Regions from separate parts of the Mus musculus genome. Here region 2 is linked to region 1. The links are chromatin contacts, called in public Hi-C maps. All regions are on one chromosome and are shown on one strand. Each heading gives the region's core, a stretch centred on a gene start, on an enhancer-like site or on the middle of the called end of the contact. The rest is flanking DNA. Distances are from core to core; before and after follow the strand shown.

What was found. A called contact is a pair of places that touch in the nucleus more often than the background predicts.
Region 2: a Hi-C map of liver shows a contact between it and region 1, with 1.9 times the contacts expected there. The contact joins two enhancer-like sites. A contact is called at or near these places in 1 of 39 promoter capture datasets (liver), 3 of 484 Hi-C or Micro-C datasets (embryonic fibroblasts, liver and nephron progenitors) and 4 of 115 datasets of contacts at active chromatin or transcription factors (embryonic midbrain, embryonic stem cells and pancreatic cancer cells).

Annotation. Positions count from the first base shown.
Region 1 is chr2:147,902,307-147,907,956 of GRCm38.p6, reverse strand. No RefSeq gene overlaps it. Among named protein-coding and RNA genes, the nearest start is that of Gm35579, 4.6 kb to the right of the region's middle. Within about 2 kb of position 2,721, at least 27 of the 459 cell types and tissues checked have an H3K27ac peak or open chromatin away from gene starts, as enhancers often do. A contact at or near this core is called in liver, where this site is marked.
Region 2 is chr2:148,021,834-148,027,124 of GRCm38.p6, reverse strand. 9030622O22Rik (a long non-coding RNA gene) reads left to right here. Exons shown (of 13, transcript XR_866820.3): 4 at 3,328-5,142. Among named protein-coding and RNA genes, the nearest start is that of 9030622O22Rik, 16 kb to the left of the region's middle. Within about 2 kb of position 2,659, at least 23 of the 459 cell types and tissues checked have an H3K27ac peak or open chromatin away from gene starts, as enhancers often do. A contact at or near this core is called in liver, where this site is marked.

The sequences.
Region 1 (5,650 bases), core at 1,472-3,971:
TCTAGGTCCAGCATGTGACTCCAGGGTAGATATTGTTCTATCTGAAGCCCCTCTATTATAAGGCACAGCTTGCTCCTTGTACTGTAGGTCAACAGAAGGTGGTTCCTAATTAATTTGGGCATAGTCGCAGAGCCCATAAGACTGTCCTCTGCAGTCTTTCTAGAAATTAGATTTATTCTTATTAATAAATTTTGATGCTTCATAATGACAGGCTGAATGTGGATCCTGAGTGAGGGCTTGGCATATTTATACTCTGAACAGGAACACAGGGGTAAATACATCTCTGTGCCCATCCCTTCCCATTACTGGTGCAGCCGCTAAGCCAGCTCCCTCTCCCTTTGTTTGGTATTCAAAGCACAAGAATAGTGGCCATGAATATCAGCGAAGAAAGAGCGAGGGGATTTTGGGTGGAATATCTTAACCCCAGGAGTGTGGCCCACGCCGGGTGGTCAGACTGTTTGTTTAGTAGGATGGGCTGGGGATTGGAAGCCAGGGACTAAAAGGCTCTCACGGCCTTGATGTAAGGGATTGGAAATATTTCACATTTGGTTATAAGCACCAGGAAATGATTATTTTCCTTGAATATCTTGTCTGTTTGGTCAAGTGGGGTTAGGAAGCAAGATATACAAAGCAGAAAGCAGATCACTTTTCTGCTTGGCTTAAGAGATCTGAAGTAGCTTGGGACTGTGGCACTGTACCCTGCTTTCTACTGTCACCATTGGAAGGGGCTGCTCTCTTAGAGCGTACAAGCTGCTCACCTAGACAGGAAGATGGGTGGATGAGTGAATAGGTGGATTCATACATGGATAACTGAACTGTTAGCTAATAGCCACCTAGATGAATAAGTAGATTATAGCCAACTGACAGACAAAATAGACAACGGAAAAATATAAAAAAAATCATTTAACTATTTATTTTAAAATCTTGTTTACAGGAATACCATATCCGAATTACACGTGTAAATCTCACCTTGGGTAAAAACATATGTTATTCTTAAACAAGATTTAGCTGAGAGACCTGTCTGGTGGCACACTTCCTGGAAATTTCTAATGCATAGAGGGTGGGTGTGAAATTTACTCTGAAAGTGCATGAAGGAATTTAACAATTTAAGACGTTCAGTACCAGTCCCTTAGGCTGCCCCCTGTCTCTCTAGAGGTTTCCAGCAGAAGGGCTCCTGCAAGCTCCCTTCCGGCCAGCATCCATCCCCCAAGTTTAGCCAGAGCAGCAGGCGCAGCTAGGATGAAAAGGTGCCTAAGCAGGGCTTGGCCCACTAAATGTACCTGAGAGAGATGGCGGTGACCCTACCACTGGAAGGCTTTCACTGCACCAAGCCTCCGGCAGTTCACTCAGGTCACCTTCACGCTGTGAGAACAAAGTCGACTGAGCCAGGGTCTCAGCTGCTAGTTCACTGTGTAAACACAGCTCAGACAGCCGCCGGGCTGGTCACATTAGGGTCCCGAGGCTCTCCATTGTTAGGTTATGGATGTGGCTGTAGACTCGCTCGCTTCCAACTGTGCACTAGCTTCTCATCTCATCAACTCTTTCCTATTCCTTAAGAGGTCTCCTAAAGACCCTCTTACAAGACACATCTTGGCCTATCTTACTTTATTTTCCCCAGGCTATCACTCCTACCACTTCCTAGTAATAGGGTCAGCTGCAACGGAAGGTATCTCACGGTGGCCTGGTGATCCCTAGTGGGATATTTTCCTATCCATTCCCAATACAGGGATTTTCTTAAAGTCAGGTATGGGTGAAGCTGGACAAGGTTTCCTCTCCCTGCAGTCGCTCTATTTGTCACCAGTCTTAGCACTGACTCCTGCCAGCCGCTGTTCCCCGAGGCTCTGGTTAATAGAAACTTGGAATGCAGGTTCACACTCCTGCTCTTAGGTGTTCAAGGGTGCTCATTGGAAGGACCCAGACCATCAATCACTGTCCCGAGCTACTTGAAAAATGGTGTGATGGACTGGCCAGCAAAGCCCCTCACTGGGCACCATGCTCGCTGCAATTCAATTAGTCATGGTCAGAGGGAGGCATTATTATTCATACATCACCGATTGTTCCCAAAGTAAACAGAGCCAGGATGAGGTCTCTGATCCTCCCACTGCCTTTAGGCAGGCACAAAAGAAAAAAAGTCCGGAGACAGCAGGGAAGGACATTGTTCTGAATTCTGGTCTTCTTTGCAAGCTTCCCTTAGATCTTGTGGATTTCTTTCTTTTCTTCTTTTTCTCCCTTTCTCTCTCTTTTTTTCTTCCCTCTACAGCCTTACAGATAAGTTCGCTTTGTGTGCATATGCAGACCCAGTTGGATCATTTTATTCTTTTATTGGCATCAATGACAGATCTTCCCACCCGAGGCAGCACACTCCCTCCTCTTTATAATGGATATTGCTTCACAAAAACCAGGAAGTAGATGGTTTTCAACAGTGTGAACGATCCTGTCCGAATATAACAGACCAATAACTTCCCAATTAGCAATAAATAATCCTGCAGAAATAAAGGTGACATTTGTGTTTTGTAAAGTGCTAACCAAATTAGCCATGGCCTGGCCAACCCCCATCTGTTTATCAGTTTAGCCCAGTGCAAGTGAACCCAAGATAAATGCCAGTTTCCCTTGGATAAATTTTACAGCCATGCCGAAACTGCCAAAGCACACAGGAGAAGTCAAAGCAAATCTGTGTTCTCATTGACAGAAAAGTCAATTCTGAGGCCAGACTTAGGCAAGAGCCTGCAGTCCCCCAACCCCTCCTAACTCTAGTTTTGTATGTTTATAATAGGGCTGTTTTCTCTGGTAGGGGAACGAGCCAATTTAGGGAGCTGAAAGTTCAATTGAACAAGCTCTCCTTGAGACAAGGCTGGCTGGAGCCAGTCAGCAGGAGGAGGCAGGAAAGCAGACCCACCTTCCAGCTCTGCTTTGCCTGAGTGGCACCAGGGCTAAATATCCCATGATAATCTCAGGCATCTGGACACAAGGAGCTTGCTCCTACTTTTTTCTGTGAGGCCCTTTGATGGTCACTGCATTCTGAGACTCAGTCCAGGTGGGCTCATCGGACCCAATGTCCTGGTGCACAGACACCTCTATCCCCAAGTCCTCAGGCCCATCAACCACTGCAGGGACACTTGTCTGTAAATAAGAATCAACATAAGCCTTTCACAAAACATACTTCCAGCTTGACCCCAGAAACTGTCCCACCCCAATCTCCAGGAGGAAAAGTCCTTGTTATTTGCAGTTGAACAACAAATCACTGCCCTGTGCCTAGACCCCTCCTTGCAGAGAACAGACTGTAGGAAAGGGTTCTCAATTTCTGAAAGTGTAACTTTACCTGCAGACCATCTTCACTGACAGTCCACTTCACCCAAGCCCATTCCCTTTCTGCAGAGCATCCAATGACCAATGGATGTGTGAGCAAATATGTCCACTATCCTGGCCCTCCATATGAGCATTCTGATGCTGCATTCCATTTCAGAACATGGTATAGGATCCACGGTAGCTTCCTTGCATAGCTGTAATGTCCTAGTAGGAGTGAAGATATTCTAGAATACTAGTGTCCTTCCTGTAACTATCAGGCTAGTGAAACAATTGATCCCACGGATTTGGAATTTTTTCAGGAGTCTATGTGGAGTTGAAGGTGGGTAAAGAGAAAGAAGCAATTCAAGTCAGAGGTTAAACTGGAATCCTAGGAACAGATTTTACACAGTCACACCACCCTACAAGGAAGGCATGAGAGACAAGGATGGCTCAGTGATAGACAGTACCACACCTTGGTCAGGGCTGAATGCTTATGCATACTTCTTGCCTTCTGTTTAAATATGAACCTCATGAGGGTGCCCAGAAGATAAACTTTGGGGCCACTCAACCTCTCTATTTCTTCCACTTCAACCTCTCTATTTCTTCCATACACCCAGTATGGCTGTATTGAATAAATTACTTTACACTGTTGCTTATAGATTTAATTGATGTATGGAGGACCAGTGGCCAAACCTAGCTCGTTATAGTGCCCAGAACCCAGGCTTTGGCAGTAAAAGTTCAAGTAATACAGGTATCCCTAAGCCTCTGCATGACCCATTTCTTACAAGTTAAATGCCATCCAAGAAGGAGAACTATCCTAGTACATGTGATAACATCTGAATACCGACACTAACTAATTTATAAAGAAGAAAACGGATGTTGCTGGTGAAGGTCTTCTGCTGCAGTACTACATAACAGCACACGAGGAGACCAAGCAAGCAATGCTAACTTGGGGCCTCTACAATGCCACTAACATCATCTTGAGGGCCCCACTCTCATGGCCTTATTTAACCCCAATTACCAGCAAACTATTCTTCATAAGTTTGGCAGCTTCAGGCACTCAGTTACAGCAACAGAAAACAAACTAAAGCTAAGATCCCAAGTTAGAAATGACCAGCTGAGTCTAGTTAATTTGGAGAATCACGAGAGACGATATCAGTAAATGATCTGTGAAGGTTTCTTCCAAGGCAGGTCCAGTGGTTACATATCAATAGATGAGTTTGAACAACTGAGTGATTCCAAAGCAGGGACTTCTTTGTTATACATGCCAGGATATTAACTTGATATATATGTACTACTTAGAAGGTAAAGTGCTTCTAAAACTACCCAGACAGAAGGAACCCTTTCAACACTTGTACAATTTCTCTTATGTGCTTTACTGCAGATGAGTGGGTAGAAGCCTTTAGACCTGTGTCCATGCCCATCTCTTACATATGACTCACCTTTACATCCTCTGAAGAAAATGGGGAGGAGTCAATATCTAGGATGCTCCTTGAAGGGCAAGCAGGACATGTCATGTTCACAACTCAGCTTGTGCACTTTATTATGGGCACCCGTGGAACCCATTTTCTCCATCTTATACACAGTTGACCCATTATCTGTTTTTTCAGACAAATTAAAAGTGTCTGTTTCTTAATGTGGTCAGAGGCTGCTGTTTCTAAGCCTGCATCTATCTATCTAATCTATCTCTCTCTCCCTCCCTCCCCCTCTCCCTCCCTCCCTCCCCCCTCTCCCTCTCTCTCTCTCTCTCTCTCTCTCTATCTATATATATATATATACACACACACACACATATATATATACATACACACACACGTATATATATGTATATATATATATACACACACACACATATATATACATATATACACATCTATCTGTAGTTCAGGCTGCTGTAATAAAAGAACCATGGTCTGACAACTTCTAAATGGCAGGCATTCTTTCCCACAGTTTTGGAGACTGAGAAGTCCAAAATTAAGCTCCTAAGTTGTGGGGTTCTCAGTTCTCAGTGAGTCCTGACCTGGGGATGGCCATCTTTTTCCTGTGTCCTTACATGAAGCAGAGAAGAGTTTAGATCTCTCCTCTTCTTTTCAGATAACTCATCCTACCACAGGAACCTGCTGTGGTTTATGCCAACCTAAGTACCTTCTCCCAAATGCCATTTACAGGTGTCATCACTCAGGGAGCTAGGACTTCACCATGTGGATGTGCGGACCACATAGACCCTCAATCCGTATATACTATGTACTGAGGGTATAGTATTATTATTAAAATGCTAATAAAGTATAATAAACTAGTAAATATTCATTCAGATTTGAAATATTATATTTAGCAAAACGGTTATCATACTTTTAGATGATTGCAA
Region 2 (5,291 bases), core at 1,410-3,909, 120 kb before region 1:
TCCTCTTCTTTGTTTTCTTCCTCTTCCTCCTCTTCCTTCTCCTTCTAATGCTATGCACACACAGGGAAAAAATGAATAAAGCCATTATTCTGGGAAAAGTAATTTCAGTTAAATGTAGGCAGACACACCATCTGACCAATTTCCAGGTTTTAAAGGGGTTCAAGAAGAATATTATGTAAACAGCTGGCTGCCTTGTCTTTGTTGCATGCCTGCTTTCAGTCTAACTTGTGTTCTACCTCTGTAGTTGTTCCTTTAAAGTATCAGAGCTACTAATGTATGGCTTTTAAAATCTAGAGCTAGCAAAGTCAAGAACAACTTTCTACCTACCCTGTCATATTAATTTACTGTCTGCACTTAGGCATATTTACTGGACTTCTGAGTATCTATATTTCCTCCTCTGGGAAACAGCATCAAGATAGCTTAGCTGTGACATGGTTACGAACAATACCTTTAAAGAAAACTCAGGGTTTTTGTTTTCTGTTTTGTAAATATTTGCTTTATAAGCATGGATTGTGTTGCAACTCTGGCTTGGGATTCTGATTAGATGTGGAGCATTGTTTCAGCAGAAGATAGTTATCATATTACTTAGCAATGAAAGCTTCTAGCTTGAGCAAATTGAATTGTGTAAGTGGAAATACTCTGTATTCCACACTCCAGTCTAGTAAATTCTTTTCTTCATGGAATGAAGGAGGAGACAGAGCCCCTACATGATATTTTGTGTCCTAGGTGGAACTCATATGGTTTTTGTTGTTGTTGCTTGTTTGTTTTGTTTTGTTTTGCTTGTTCTCTTTGGTGACATTTTAAGTTGCTAATTAAGGCATTAATAAAATATACCTGAATACCTTAGGATAGAAGGGATCAACTCTATAGTAAAAATATAAAAAGCCTCAAACATGCCACCAAGGAGTTAATCTTTTCTTTTCCCCTTTTCATACAATTCCAACAGGGTCACTTTTCTTTTTCCTTCCTTCCTTCCTTCCTTCCTTCCTTCCTTCCTTCCTTCCTTCCTTCCTTCCTTCCTCCTGTTCTTTTCTCTTCCTCCTCCTCCTCTTATTCCCTTTTCTCCTCCTTTTTTAGTTTTTCTAGACAGAGTTTCCTGACTGCCCTGGAACTCACTTTGTAGACCAGGCTGACTTTGAATGCAAAGATCCACCTGTCTTTGCCTCCCAAGTGCTTTTCTTGCTGCATATTCAGGGGAGGGAGAGAAAGGATCTCATTCTATAGCTTGGTCTAGTCTTGTGATCCTCCTGCCTCAGCCTCTAGAATGCTGGAAATATAACTCTGTGGTATTGAACAGGCCTCTTTTAGCTGCACTCTTGTTTTCTCTAGATCTGCTTATTCACAACTTGTGGAACAAAAAGATCAGAGGAACGAGGTTGGCAGATCTGTTTGCCTAAGAGCACCATGTGACTGAGGAAGCACACAAGCTTCTCCCCATACTGAACTTTGACCCTCACAAAAATGTCCCCAAAGGCCACGGCACTACAGTCAGATGACCCTGCATACTTTCTTCAGTGTTAGCTACATCTAAACAGAGAAGTGAGACAAAACAAGGCTGGCTTTTAGAGAGGTAGTGGTTGTCCTGGCCCAGGTGGGTGCTGTGCTTGCTGTACAAATGTAGACAACAACAAAACATCAGCCATGAGAACTGTCAATGGAAAGACCTTAAAATAAAAAGTGTTGATTTGCTCTTCCTGCAGGACTGAAGTTATCCAAGTTATCCACCAACTCAAAAGCAATCATTTGTGGTGAAAGCTGGCTGGTTACCCATACCTTGGGTACAATTGGGGGCTTTTTTTTCTTGGTGGTCTGGACAATATTGGGGGTTAATCTATGCTTCTCAGAAAGATGACTAGGAATAAGAATAGAAAAGCATCCTGGGGGACTATCTTGGGAGGTCAGAGCAGGCTGAGCAAAGAGCTTCTGAACCCAGTAAGACTTAACCAAAAACCAGGCCACACTCAACAACTATTGAGTAGTCAGGGAATAAGTATGCCACACACCTACAGTGATGCTTTCTCTCTCTCTCTCTCTCTCTCTCTCTCTCTCTCTCTCTCTCTCTCTCTCTCTCTTCCTTCTTCTTTTCTTCTTTCTTTTAAATTAGGATTTTATTGTTTTATTATATATTCATTGATGTTTTGGCTGCATGTATGTCTGTGAGGGTGTCAGATCCCCTGGAACTGGAGCTACAGACAGTTGTGATCTGCCATGTAGGTGCTGGGAATTGAACCTGGGTCCTCTGGAAGAGCAGCCCACATGCTCTTAACCAATGAGCCATCTCTCCAGCCCCGGTGATTCTTTTCTGTGTCGCAAATGCGGAGAGACTTTTAGTGTTCTGTACTCCAAGGTGATGAAGGACATACAGAAAATGAAACACAACCTGTTTAAAGTAAAACACACCAATCCCAGAGTGCAGCCTGCCACTTCCCCTGCCCTTATGAAGGTCTTCTCTAGCTGGGGCACGAGCTGAGTTGGAGTTTGTATGTGTAAATTTTTCTAGGTGCTTTGTTTCTATGGAGAGGATTCCAGAGGCTCTTGAAGTCCTCAGCCTTAAATCCATGTTAATAGGGGAAGTTTTCTTCCCCCACTTGGGGAGGTTTGGTTGGGAGAAAACTGACCCTGAGTGCACTCTGGGCAAGCTAGGTCGGAAGAGCTGATACGGTCTGCAGGGTACTTATTAACCACTGTTCATTTGCAGGATCGATATTTCCAGCAGAGGAGTCAACACTGCAGATATACCATTTTGTCTGGCTCTTGCCTTGACACAACAATTTATTTAATAAATGCATCTCCTGCAGAAGAAGGCACCGGGCACTGTGTCTTTTATCTGCAGGATATGCAAAGCGCATTTATTCAGCTTTTATCTCTGGAATTGTATGCTGATCCCATACATATAGATTGATTTTGTTCAGGTAGATAATGAAAAGTCAAGTGGAAAATTACACAATGGCACTCACGATCCCGGTCTTATATCGGTATATAAATTGGTTTATTATTTCATTCTATTAAAGGGGCTCTCCTCTTCAGGAAAACTTAAAAATGCACTGTATTGTCTGCCCATCTGGATTTTCTTGGGAGAAAGAGCTTGGAAGGAGGGAGAGAGCAAGATGATTTCCATTTTTCCATTCTTTTGGTTAATTGTACCAGATAAGTGACCGGCACCCTAGGGTGTCCTGGGGACTATTTGTTTCCCACAGCCCACTTCAGAGTCGAGTCAGGGGCTTCTGTGACTCGGATCATTATGGATGAGAATAAATCTGCCCCTCACAAGTATCCTCTTACAAAGGTGAATATTTTTACTAAAGGCAATTTATGATTTTGTCCCAGTGACTGAAAGTGGCAACTCCCTCTGGACTGTGTGAGGGCCAGGGGTGAGAGGGTGACAGCAGGAAGAGGCCACCACCCAAGGACAGCTCTGAGCCGGAATCCTGGAGGAAACGTTATTAATAAACATCTTCTGGACATTTGGCAGCCCGTGGAGCTTGCTCCAGCTTAAAGCAATTAATTCAGGACACCGACATCAACTCTCCAGGTCTTTGACAGCTTGGAGCCGAAATAAAAATGCTAGTTCTCCGGGGAAGAGGGGAGGAGGGCCCGCTCTTTGCTGGACTGTTTGCTTATGGGCCCAGCGAGCAACCTTCCCTGCAGAATGAAATGCAAGGTCGCACACAACGAACCGGCAGAGAATAGAAGATGGGAACGAACAGTTTGAACTATTTGCTCAGCAGAAGGGCACCACAATGCTGGGGTAGTGGCTTTCCCATGCATCCACTGTCCCTTCTTTGGGATCTTTTGTTGTCCCGTCTCCTTTGGCCAGATAAGAACACAGCTGCAGCCTTGTGGCTAAGTAAGGCTTCACTTATCCCCTTAAATCTCGGGGTGTCTTTTACTGTACCAGGCATAGATCAGTTCTTTCTTTTGACCAGGGGACTGGGAGGGAGGGAAGGAAGAATTGAGGGGGAGGGAACAGACGGAAGACTCTCACATTGCTGATGTCTGGTTCATGCCTTTCTTTCTCTCCTTTTTAAATCCAAGCTGGGATAAGATGTGATCTTTGTGGGCCAGTTTTATTAAAGGGTCAGTGTTTTGTGCCAAAATGTTGCCTCTGGGTGAGAGCTGTGTGTGTATGCTGTGTAGGGAAGAGTAGTTTTTAAAACTGAGTGTCAAGCCATTTTCAGATTCCGTCAGCTGCTAAAATAGGGCAGAATTTGAAGGAGTTAATTTAAAAATTATTCAACTGCAATAGTAAGTTTCTGAATATGAATTTGGGTTCTTCCTCTGGCAGTTCATTTGTTCCAAAGTGTGTAATGGTGGTGTATCATATTCGAAAGAGGTTGACCCAGAGATGGGGCATAAACGTGCTTCTGTACTTGCTGGAAATTACACTTATTCCCAGAGTAAATTCCACCTCCAGCATCAGTAATGTGCTCTCTCCTACATGCACCCTCGTACAAAGCACAGCTTGTTTTAACCACCACAAAAGAAAGTGGACACATGCATAGCCTTCCGTTTATATCGAAGTTGACATTTCTGAAGTTATTTTAAAGACAAAAATTGAACTGAGTCTTTGTGCTGCTGGATGCTGTCTTCTGACTCCATGGACTTTACCACTAGTTGGGAGTGAGGCTCCTCTGACTCTTAATTCTATTGTAATAAGGCTGATTTAGCATGAATGGTCTTACAAGGTGAAAAGGCAAAAAAAGTTTTATGCCAAAGAAAATGCTTTGCTATGAGTGCATGAAACATTCGCCATCCAAAGTCCATGTGCTCCCAGTAAGTTTGGGGACTTTGAATGCTTGAATGTCTGTGTCACGTCTGTTTTCCCACTAACAAAACTGGTAGGGAAAAACCTCTTCCCTATGATTTTTTCCTGCTGGGTGGTCAGAGGGAAAGGCCAGGAAGCCAAAGGCCTCCCATTGAGACACTCCTCTGTAAGAAGCGACCTCACATGGTGCCTCTGGGGCACCTGTTCATCTCTGCTCACTGTGGGGGTGTGCTGTGAGCCCAGCAGCCAGAGGCCACGTGTCAACTCCCACTCCTGCTAGAGGGCTCTCCTGCAGGGAAACTGCCACCAACAACATAGTCACCACACACGGCCTCTAAACTGTACACAGGCAGAGCTGGGAAGTGATTTTGATGGCAGTGAGTATTATATGAGTACTATATTCATGTGTGTGTGTGTGTGTGTGTGTGTGTAGGGAGAAAGAGATATCTTTTGAAAGAGACATTTGCAAATGTTTGATGACATTTATGAACAGACCAAAATAAAGACTCGTATCAAACGTGTCATC